Linked DNA regions of Canis lupus: region 2 is linked to region 1. Evidence: chromatin contacts called from public Hi-C data. All regions are on one chromosome and are shown on one strand. Each heading gives the region's core, a stretch centred on a gene start, on an enhancer-like site or on the middle of the called end of the contact. The rest is flanking DNA. Distances are from core to core; before and after follow the strand shown. Region 1 holds the start of NDEL1 (nuclear distribution protein nudE-like 1). Region 2 overlaps NDEL1 (nuclear distribution protein nudE-like 1).

The links. Hi-C and Micro-C count contacts between places; a contact is called where the count stands out from the background.
Region 2: a contact with region 1 is called in a Hi-C map of skin fibroblasts, with 2.0 times the contacts expected there. The contact joins the enhancer-like site here to the promoter of NDEL1 in region 1. A contact is called at or near these places in 3 of 9 Hi-C or Micro-C datasets (blood and skin fibroblasts).

The regions. Positions count from the first base shown.
Region 1 is chr5:33,390,569-33,395,227 of UU_Cfam_GSD_1.0, reverse strand. It overlaps NDEL1 (nuclear distribution protein nudE-like 1), which reads right to left and starts at 2,216. Exons shown (of 10, transcript XM_038536844.1): 1 at 2,089-2,216.
Region 2 is chr5:33,443,004-33,447,662 of UU_Cfam_GSD_1.0, reverse strand. The region is part of intron 8 of NDEL1 (nuclear distribution protein nudE-like 1); the gene reads right to left. MYH10 (myosin-10) reads left to right here. Exons shown (of 43, transcript XM_038536839.1): 42 at 65-237; 43 at 1,073-2,739. The coding sequence ends at 1,217. Among named protein-coding and RNA genes, the nearest start is that of NDEL1, 52 kb to the right of the region's middle. Within about 2 kb of position 2,867, at least 2 of the 20 cell types and tissues checked have an H3K27ac peak or open chromatin away from gene starts, as enhancers often do.

The DNA of each region.
Region 1 (4,659 bases), core at 967-3,466:
GCTCCCGGTACATGGAGCCTGCTTCTCCCTCTGCCTATGTCTCTGCCTCTCTCTCTCTCTCTGTGACTATCATAAATAAATAAAAATTTTTTAAAAAGGGCAAGGTAGATATTTATAAATTAACCTTAGACAATACCCAAATATTAATGAAAAAGTCTTTTTTAAAGATTTATTTATTTATTCATGAGAGAGACACAGAGAGAGGCAGAGACATACACAGAGGGAGAAGCAGGCACCCCATGGTGAGCCTGATGAGGAACTCAATCCCCAGACCCTGGGATCATGCCCTGAGCTGAAGATAGACGCTCAACCACTGAGCCACCCAGGCATCTCAAATGAAAAAAGTTTAAAGGACAGAATTTGACATAAGAAACATTTGTTTTAAAAGTCTAGTCAACTTCCAGCATATTTAAAGAACTCCTACAACTCAACAGCAACAAGAAACAACTCAATTGAAAAATGTGTGAAGGACTCAAATAGACATTTCTCCAAAGATGTATAAAAATGGCCAACAAGCATATGGAATGATGTGCTAGGCAATCATTGATTACTCATCACTGATTACTACGGAAATGCAAATCAAAATTGCAGTAAGATACCACTGCACACTCAATAGGATGGCTACTATCAAAAACACAGAAGGTGGCAAGTGTCAGCAAGAATGTGGAGAAATTGGAACCCTTGTGTGCTACTGGTAGGATTATAAAGCAATGCAGCCACTATGTATGAAGTAACACAATTCCTCAAAAAATTAAAAATTAAAAATAAAACTGCCATATGATCCCAGCAATTCCAATTGTGGGCATATACTCAAGAGAATGGAAAGCAGAGACTCAAACAGATATTTGTGAACTCATGGTCCTAGCAGAATTATTCACAATAGCCAGAGGTGGAAGCAACCTAAGTGTCTATGAACATACAAATGACTTAACTGAATGGTGTCTATACATACAATAGGATCATACTCAGCCTGAGAAGGAACGGCAGTTGTGACACATACTACGATAAGGGTGAACCTTGAGAGCATTAGGCTAAGTGAAATAAGCCAGTCACGAAAGGACAAATACTGTATGATTCTATTTATATGAGGTTCCTAGAGTCGTCAAACTCACAAAAACAGAAAGCAGAACGGTGGTTTCCAGAAGCTGGGGAAAAAGAGAGTGAGGAGGTGGTATTTAGTGGGGACAGTTTCAGTTTTGCAAGATGATCAGAATTCTGGAGACGGATGATGATGATGGGTGCACAACAATGTGAATGCCCTTGATGATAAACTGTGTACCTAAAAATGGTACATTTTATGTTATGTTATTTTATGTTTTATGTTATGTATATTTTACCACAATACATTTTTAAGTCCAGAAATCATGAAAAACAAAACAAAACAAAAAACCTTTCACTTTTCTGTATTGTGGGGGTTTATATCGACTATTGCACCAAGAAAAAAAAAAAAAGTTGAGTTCCATTTAGAAAATGAAATAAAAGTAACCTCAACTCCTTTAAGGATATCATCTTACAGTTTATGAAACACTTTCATAATCGTTGTCCTGCTTAAGCATCGCAAAAATCCCACAAAACAGAGACACTGTGACATTTAGTAGACAAGAAAACACGTTCAGAGGGGAGTAACTTGGCCATGAGTGAAACAAGGAGCCTGGACTCCTGGCAATCTTCTAACTTGGTCAGCTCAGTGTGATGTTAAGCATCACATGGACTATGTATATCTCAGGCAGCCCCAGATAAACCTGTCTGAACCCAGGAAATTCTCTGCAAGCCTAGAAAATACCATCGAGGCAGCCCAGGAAGCAAAAAGAAACAACAAGGCAATGGGATCTTAGGGGGATGTGAAAAGACAACGCAGCGCTGGGAAGCCACCAAAACAAGTGGCTGGTGTCACTCCCACAGAGGCATAACCAGCTTGACAAGCTGACCTCAGCCTTTGACAGTCTCTCCTACTACATGGATGGAGAGAAGGTCCGCAGGCCACCAGGAGTCCCCCATGTTGGAGTGTCTCAGGCTGACCCCCACCTGGCCCAGACCTCCTCCAGTCAGAGCCCCCCCGGTCCCCTGCTCCCCACCACCCCACGGTACCTGGTCCTGTGTCCCGTGCCTCACCAATCAGACCACCAGCAGTACACGGTTCCTAGCGCTGAACCAGCTGAAAACCAAGCAGAAGTCAACAGGAAGCATGAGAAATCACCGTATGACAAAAGAGGCACAAGGACAGGAAGTGGGTTCAGCCCACGAAGGCTGGGGCCTGTCATCTGGAAGTGAGGCAATCCTGTCAGCCTCCTCACTGAGCTGGAGTCGAGCAACACTTCCTTCCATGGTCCCGAGGAAGGGGAGAGAGAGATCAGGTCCTCACCCTCAGCCAGGCGTTCAAGGCTCCCTGTCACAACATGCCTGTATGCTCTGGTCCCTGTATTTGGAGAAGAATGAGGGAAAAGCTGTCACTCGCTAAAGGTAGGAGCTGCGCAGCACCTGGCATAGCACATACGTGGCATAGAAGAGGATGAACTGAAGGCAGAGGGCCGTCATCACTTTTATAGCTGGGAGGCCTGAACGAGCTCTTGGGGTCTGAGTCTCACTTTCCACATCTGTGAAATGGAGGTAATTCTAGCACCGGTACCCACAGGTCTGTTTACGCTTGAATGACATAATGTGCGTAACAGGCTTCACACAGGTCCCATGAGTCCCTGTCTGTCCCTCCTCCCCTCTGCCTCTGCAAATCTGGCCCACTCCTCAATCTATATTAGATTGGACAACCCTGGTCTGGTTCTGGTCTGGAGACTCACCCCAAACAGCAGCTATCATTTAGTCTCCCTATGTAGGAAGAGCACTGTTTCTTTTTTATTTTACTTTTTAAAGTATTTTATTTATTGATTCATGAGAGACTCAGAGAGAGAGAAAGGCAGAGACACAAGCAGAGGGAGAAGCAGGCTCCACGCAGGGAGCCCGGTGTAGGACTTGATCCCAGGACCCCAGGATCACGCCCTGGGCCGAAGGCAGACGCTAAACTGCTGAGCCATGCAGGCATCCCTTATTTTATTTTATTTTATTTTATTTTATTTTTATTTATTTATTTATTTATTTTAGAGAGAGAGCACAAGCAATGGGAGGGGCAGAGGGAGAAGCAGACTCCCCGCCAAGCAGGGAGCCTGATGTGGGGCTGGATCCCATGAGGTCATGATCTGATATGCTCAACTGACTGAGCCACATGGGCGCCCCGAAGAAGCACTGTTTCTAAGAACCGCTACTGAGGCCCTGCACTGGCTGACCATTCCTTTTCCATGGTGATGGGTTACCTCCCTAGGGACACCCAGTGAGGGTAGAGGCTGTGTGGATCTGTCTCTGATTCCCCCAGAACATCTAGCAGAGCACTGGAAGTCAGTCTCTAAATGTCCATGAGCCTTTGAGATGCTGTGGAAACACCACCCTATTTAATGCACGCAGGCAAACTCAGGAGCCTGGGCTGGGGACCTCACAGCAGTGGGGTGAGGCTATAGAGGCCAAGGCAAAGCCTTGCATGAGGGCAGGGCCAGGGTGAGCTTTGGCTCCTCTTAGCACCACTCATAAATCCCTAAAATCTTTTTTTTTTTAAAGATTATTCCCTCCAATTTACCACTCCCCCAGGGTGGGTGCCTAGCTTCTTCTTTTAGTGCACCCCAAGCCTTGCTGAGGCTTACTATGTGTCAGGCACAGTACTAAGTGTCTTACCATAGGACATCCTGCTTTAACTTTCAAACCACTCTCTAAGGAAGGGGCTGTTAATCTCCCCTTTTTTTTTAAGTTGTTATTTTTTAAGGAATGTCTGCACGCAATGTGGGGCTTGAACTCACAACCCCGAGATCAAAAGTCACATGCTCTTCCAACTGAGCCAGCCAGGCGCCCCTCTTCCCATTTTACAGATCAGGAAACTGAGACCCTAAGAGGTCACACAGCTTGTCCAAACTCACCCAGCAAGTGGACTCACACCTTAACCCATATGGGAGACATTTCAGTGATATTTTACTCCAGAAAGCTGCAAGTCCCGAGGGCAGAGCCCTCTTCCACCTCCTGTAGTGCACAGAACTGAGACCTTGTGGACAGTGTGTTCTAGATGTCAGAGTTACTGAGCATGAGTCATAACCAGGGAGTTGGAAATGCAGATCTCAGCCCCACCCCAGGGCTACTGAATCAGAATGAGCATTTTCTTTTTTTTTTCTCAAGATTTTATTTATTCATTCATTCATGAAAGGCACACAGAGAGAGGCAGAGACACAGGCAGAGGGAAAAGCAGGCTCTCTGTGGGGACCCCGATGCGGGACTCGATCCCAGGACCCTAGGATCACAACCTGAGCCCAAGGCAGGCACTCAACCACTGAGCCACCCGCGTCCCAGAACTTGCATTTTCACAAAAGAACCACGTAGGTGATTGGTTTGCTCATCTGGACCCATGTTGTTCCAAATTAAATTGAACAGATGGTGCTCTACAGGTACCCACAGGGGAATATAGGGGATATGGTGGGGGGAATATAGGGGAAAAACCTCTACAGGGCTCTTGATCTTGGGGGTCTCACCTCTGGAGGAAGCACAGAGCCAAAAAGTTAGGGCTCAAGACTGCTCGTGCCTCAGTTTCTATTCCCTAGGCACTCAACCAAGATTTTGGCCCCCTCCAAGCTT
Region 2 (4,659 bases), core at 1,618-4,117, 52 kb before region 1:
GTGGCCATGCCAACACCGAATTCTCCCATCTGGTCTGACTCGGCTGGTGCGACTCATCCCCCAGATGGAGAAGGCCAACGCCAGGATGAAACAGCTCAAGCGGCAGCTGGAGGAGGCAGAGGAGGAAGCCACACGTGCCAACGCATCTCGGCGTAAGCTCCAGCGGGAACTGGACGATGCCACGGAGGCCAACGAGGGCCTGAGCCGTGAGGTCAGCACGCTGAAGAACCGGCTGAGGTAAGCGACCCGGGTTGGGGTCTGGGTGGGGATGTCCCACAAGAGGCGCTAGGTCGCAGAGCCCCAAGCTTTGTGAAAACAGCTGCATTTGTCACTTTGCATTTGGCCCAGAGGATTCCTCAGATCCCCGTAGTTCTTCCCTCTGGCTCCGGGATCGCTGTGCGTTTATCCGGTCAGGATTTCCAACAGAGGCGGCCCAGGCCCATTCCCTTTCTGTGCCGTGCAGAGTAGACTCCACCAGGATGGCAGGAGGCCCGAGAGCCGGGTCAGGTGTCCCATCCCTGTGCGGAGGTCCCAGCCTCTGGGAAAAGCAGGGCAGCAGCTCCTGGTGCCACCTGGTGCCCTTGGCCCTCCTCCCACAGTGGGGGAGGACAGGACAGGTGGGAGTGAAAGCCACCCATCGCCCCCGCCAAGAACAGGTTAGCACAGGTGTCGGCGGATGGTGGCCCGTTGGTCAAAGTGTGTCAGTGCCCTGCTTTCTGCACAGTGAGCTAAGAAGGGTTTTTTACACTCACAAAGGGCTGTACAAGAGCCAAAACAATGTGCAACAGACCTTACGTGGCCCACAAAATCTAAATGAGGACTATCTGCCCTCCCTAGAGCCCCGCCTGTTCCCATCACATCCCATCCCTGCATGCAGCCACCCAGCCCTCTGAACACCGCCCGGGGTCTGCTGTGTGCTGGCCAGGTAGCACTGGAGCAGCACAGGGCCTTCCCGAATCCCACCCCCCCATCCCCAGGTCGTGTCCTGAGGAAGGGGTGCAGGTTTGGGGGCCCCTAGACAGCGGAACACATCACCAACTTTATCCACACGTGTCCACTTCCCGTCCCCCAGACGAGGTGGCCCCATAAGCTTCTCGTCCAGCCGATCGGGCCGGCGCCAGCTACACATCGAGGGAGCCTCCCTGGAGCTGTCAGACGATGACACGGAGAGTAAGACCAGTGACGTCAACGAGACACAGCCGCCGCAGTCGGAGTAGAGCCCCAGGAAGCCAGGGGAGGCGACACAGCGGGACATGCAGGTACTCGGCTGGCGCCGGCCTGCCCTGGGGGCCTCCAACATTTAGGAACTGGGCAAGCTTTGGGCTTCCTGACAGATCAACCGTGTCTTACGGCTTTCCAGCCCACACATACCGTATCCTGCTTCAGATTTAAGTACAACTGCTCCCCTTTTTCTATATATACACACAGAACACACACCTACTCAGCAGAGTCTCCTCCTTGCATCTATTTTCCATATACTCATTGAGAGACCATTTTATAATCCACGTTAAGAGAACCCCTTTGCAGACCAACTCCAGATCCTCGTGGCCAGTGGCTGGGTTCTTGGGGCAGCCCCATGGTGGCTGCTCTCTCTGCATGCGCTCTGTCTACAGACAGGTAACTTCGTTCTGTGTTGATGTGGCCCCGACTCCTCAGCCACGTCGAGTCTCTTAGCACATTGTGGAACCTGACCCACACTTGCATCTCCCTGTCCTTCCTCCGATGACGATCAACACTATTTCAGTGAGCAAACTGTGAAGGGGGCTTTGGCAAGATGAGGGGTGGGTTTGCAGCATCCACTTGGGGCCCCCGCGCCCCTCCCACCCTCAAGTTGGTGGTTGTCCCCGCATCTCTTCCTGTGAAGCGTCCCCGGCCAGGGCTGGCCTGTGCACTGAAGGGACAGCGGCCACGAAGCCGCAGGTGGCAGCCGTCGCGCCAACCCCACGCCCTCTGGCTTGGCCAGCACGCTGCCCTCTCGCCCCAGGAGCAAGCAGCCACAGGGCACTCACCGGGGCCAGTAGGGGGCCCTCCCTCTCCAGCCAGGCTCGCATGCTGACCTTGCAAATTCAGCCACTGCTTTGAGCCCAAAATGGAAAAATATTGGTTTTGTGTCCCACACTTATTCCAAGTTTGTCCGGGAGGTTTACGGATCCTCCAGAACAGATGCCATCTGCCTGAATGTTGATATGCCAGTGGATGTGAATCCTTTTTCATTTCTCCTTCCCTCTGGACAGTGTTACAGTGAACATTTAGCATTCTGTTTTTGGTTGATAGTTAAGCAAACTGACATTACAGAAAGTGCCTTAGACACTACAGTACTAAGACAATGTTAAATATATTATTTGCCTCTGTAACAATTCAACTGTGCTTCATATCATGTACCTCTCTAGTCGAAGTGGTATTATAAACATTCAGTGACAATGAATCAGTGTTAATTATAAATCCTTGATCCTCTGCAACGTGCTTGAAAAACAAACCTTTTGGGTTAAAAGCTTTAACACCTGTTAGGAAGAATTTGTCATGTGGGTTTGGAATCTTTGGTTTTCCCCCTTTATGAATTGTACTGGCTGTTGACCACCAGACACCTGACTGCAAATATCTTTTTTCTTGTATTCCCATATTTCTAGACAATGATTTTTGTAAGACAATAAATTTATTCATTATAGATATTTACGCCTGCTCTGTTTACTTGGAGGAAAAAGCACCCGTTGAAAATAAACAGACCTCAATAAACAAGAATAATCACGTGAATGTGGCATCTATCTTCTCACCTTCTCTTCTGTGATCTGATTGGAGGCTGGGCACCCCACAGACTTAAAAATGCAGAGGCCAGGCCCACGGTTGCTGAGGCCGCTGTGGTCCCAGAATCTGGCAGACACAGGCTAGCTCTCTGGGCGGTCTTGGCTCCGAGTCCTGTTCTCGCAGTGGCCTCAGCATGCAGATGTGTGGGGGAAGGACAGGGCCACTGGGGCCAGACACCCAGCCGTTAGTGGACAAGGGAGCCATTTAGGGCTGCAGGATGAACCCTTCGGCGGGAGGGTTCTGGTCATGGACCAGCGCAGCTCATTACTAGATCAGCGTGTTTTGTTTCAGACTATGCTCTTGGGCAGGATGCATGCTGAAGATGCTTGGGGGAGGATTCAGGGAGATCCTAGAGCAGCCTCTCCAGTGTGGGCCAATTCAGATAGTCTGGAATGAAACACTAGGACAACGTACGATCCCACAGAGAATGCGGATTTTTGTTGTTTTCAATATTCCATGATGTTCTCAGGCCAGGCTGGTATTGCTTGGCCATGCTGCTTGGCCATGGTGGGGATGTGAAAAACACAGGCAAAAGTGCAGGATGCCCTCTCGCGTGTCCTCACCCTTGTATCTAGGGTCTTACCCAGGTGTGTCTGGCTTCCCTCAGAAAGTAAGAGTTCCTCCCTGTTTGGCTGGTTTTGGGGGTGCTAACGCCAGCATTGTCTGCCGCCAGCTTAGCTGTCCTGGGCCAGCCTAGTCAGGAGAAACATGATCTGCATGGACTTGCCCCAGTTCCTGTTTCTACAGAGATGCTAACCAGAAGGAACCTCACTTCACGTGAAAAACCACTGCTTCGTGGTCCAGGGAAAGGCAGTTCATAAAGCCTTTGTTGGGCACTGAGAGCCCCAGGAAGAGGGTTTATGGGAGCTGGGCTCCCAGTGTGTTGGGAGACTCAGAGAAGCCAGCGGGTTGCCACCCAGCGGCAGTGCACCGCGTCGTCAGGAAGACTTCAGGCCCTGTGCTTGTTGAGATGGAGCGGAGATGCGTTGAGGCTCTGCAGGGGTGTTCACTCTGCTGCCCACACGAAATGCCCTGTCTGTCCCCACCACATCACAGCAGATGTTCCAGGGATCATCTTCATTTGCTTTACTGAGGAAAACACACCCATTCCTAGCCGGGCTGGCCAGAAGGTATACTTTTGGAGCCCAGACATCAGACCAGAGCCCTGTCACAGTCCCTTACCGTCACCAATCTGCCCCATCCCTGGAAACTCCACCTTAGATGAAGTATGAACCAGACAGCCAAGCCACCTCCCGGCCGGCCCTCCCTATGGCTCTGGATCTGACCTGTGGCCCTGCCTCCTGAAGCCAGTGTTGCCGGGACATGGGTCCGTGTCAAGACCAGGGAATTAAAGCGCTCACGTCTGTCACATTCCAGGAAACACCGTGTCCTGTCCGGGTGGAACCTGACAAAAGCCATGCTGCAACAGGCCACAGGATGGAACCTTTAAGAAAGTGGAGAGGCTGACTTCTCTCCCCGGGTTCCAGGCAAGACAGAGAGCCCACAGCTGAGACTCGAGGGGAGCCCCTATCCACACAGGCTTCCTCGTCACTCTGTGAGGGCAGCGTCTACACCAGGAGCCTTCCCAAATGTGCTGGGGTACTGTGCCCTGTGCCGGCTGCAAGGACCAGGCGGGGCACTCCCATTTCCTGGTGCAGCCAGCTGGCCTTTGGGAACCTGGCAAATCATGGGACACATCTCCTTGTTGGAAATCGAGTATGAAACACTCAGTAAGGATATATGGACACGATGATGCCAAAGACCACAGTAGCTGTAATTATGCAAGAGTGTGAACACGTCCTTCCACCTTTACTACAACTAGAATTCACGTTTGATTAGTTAATGCCAGCGAGATCT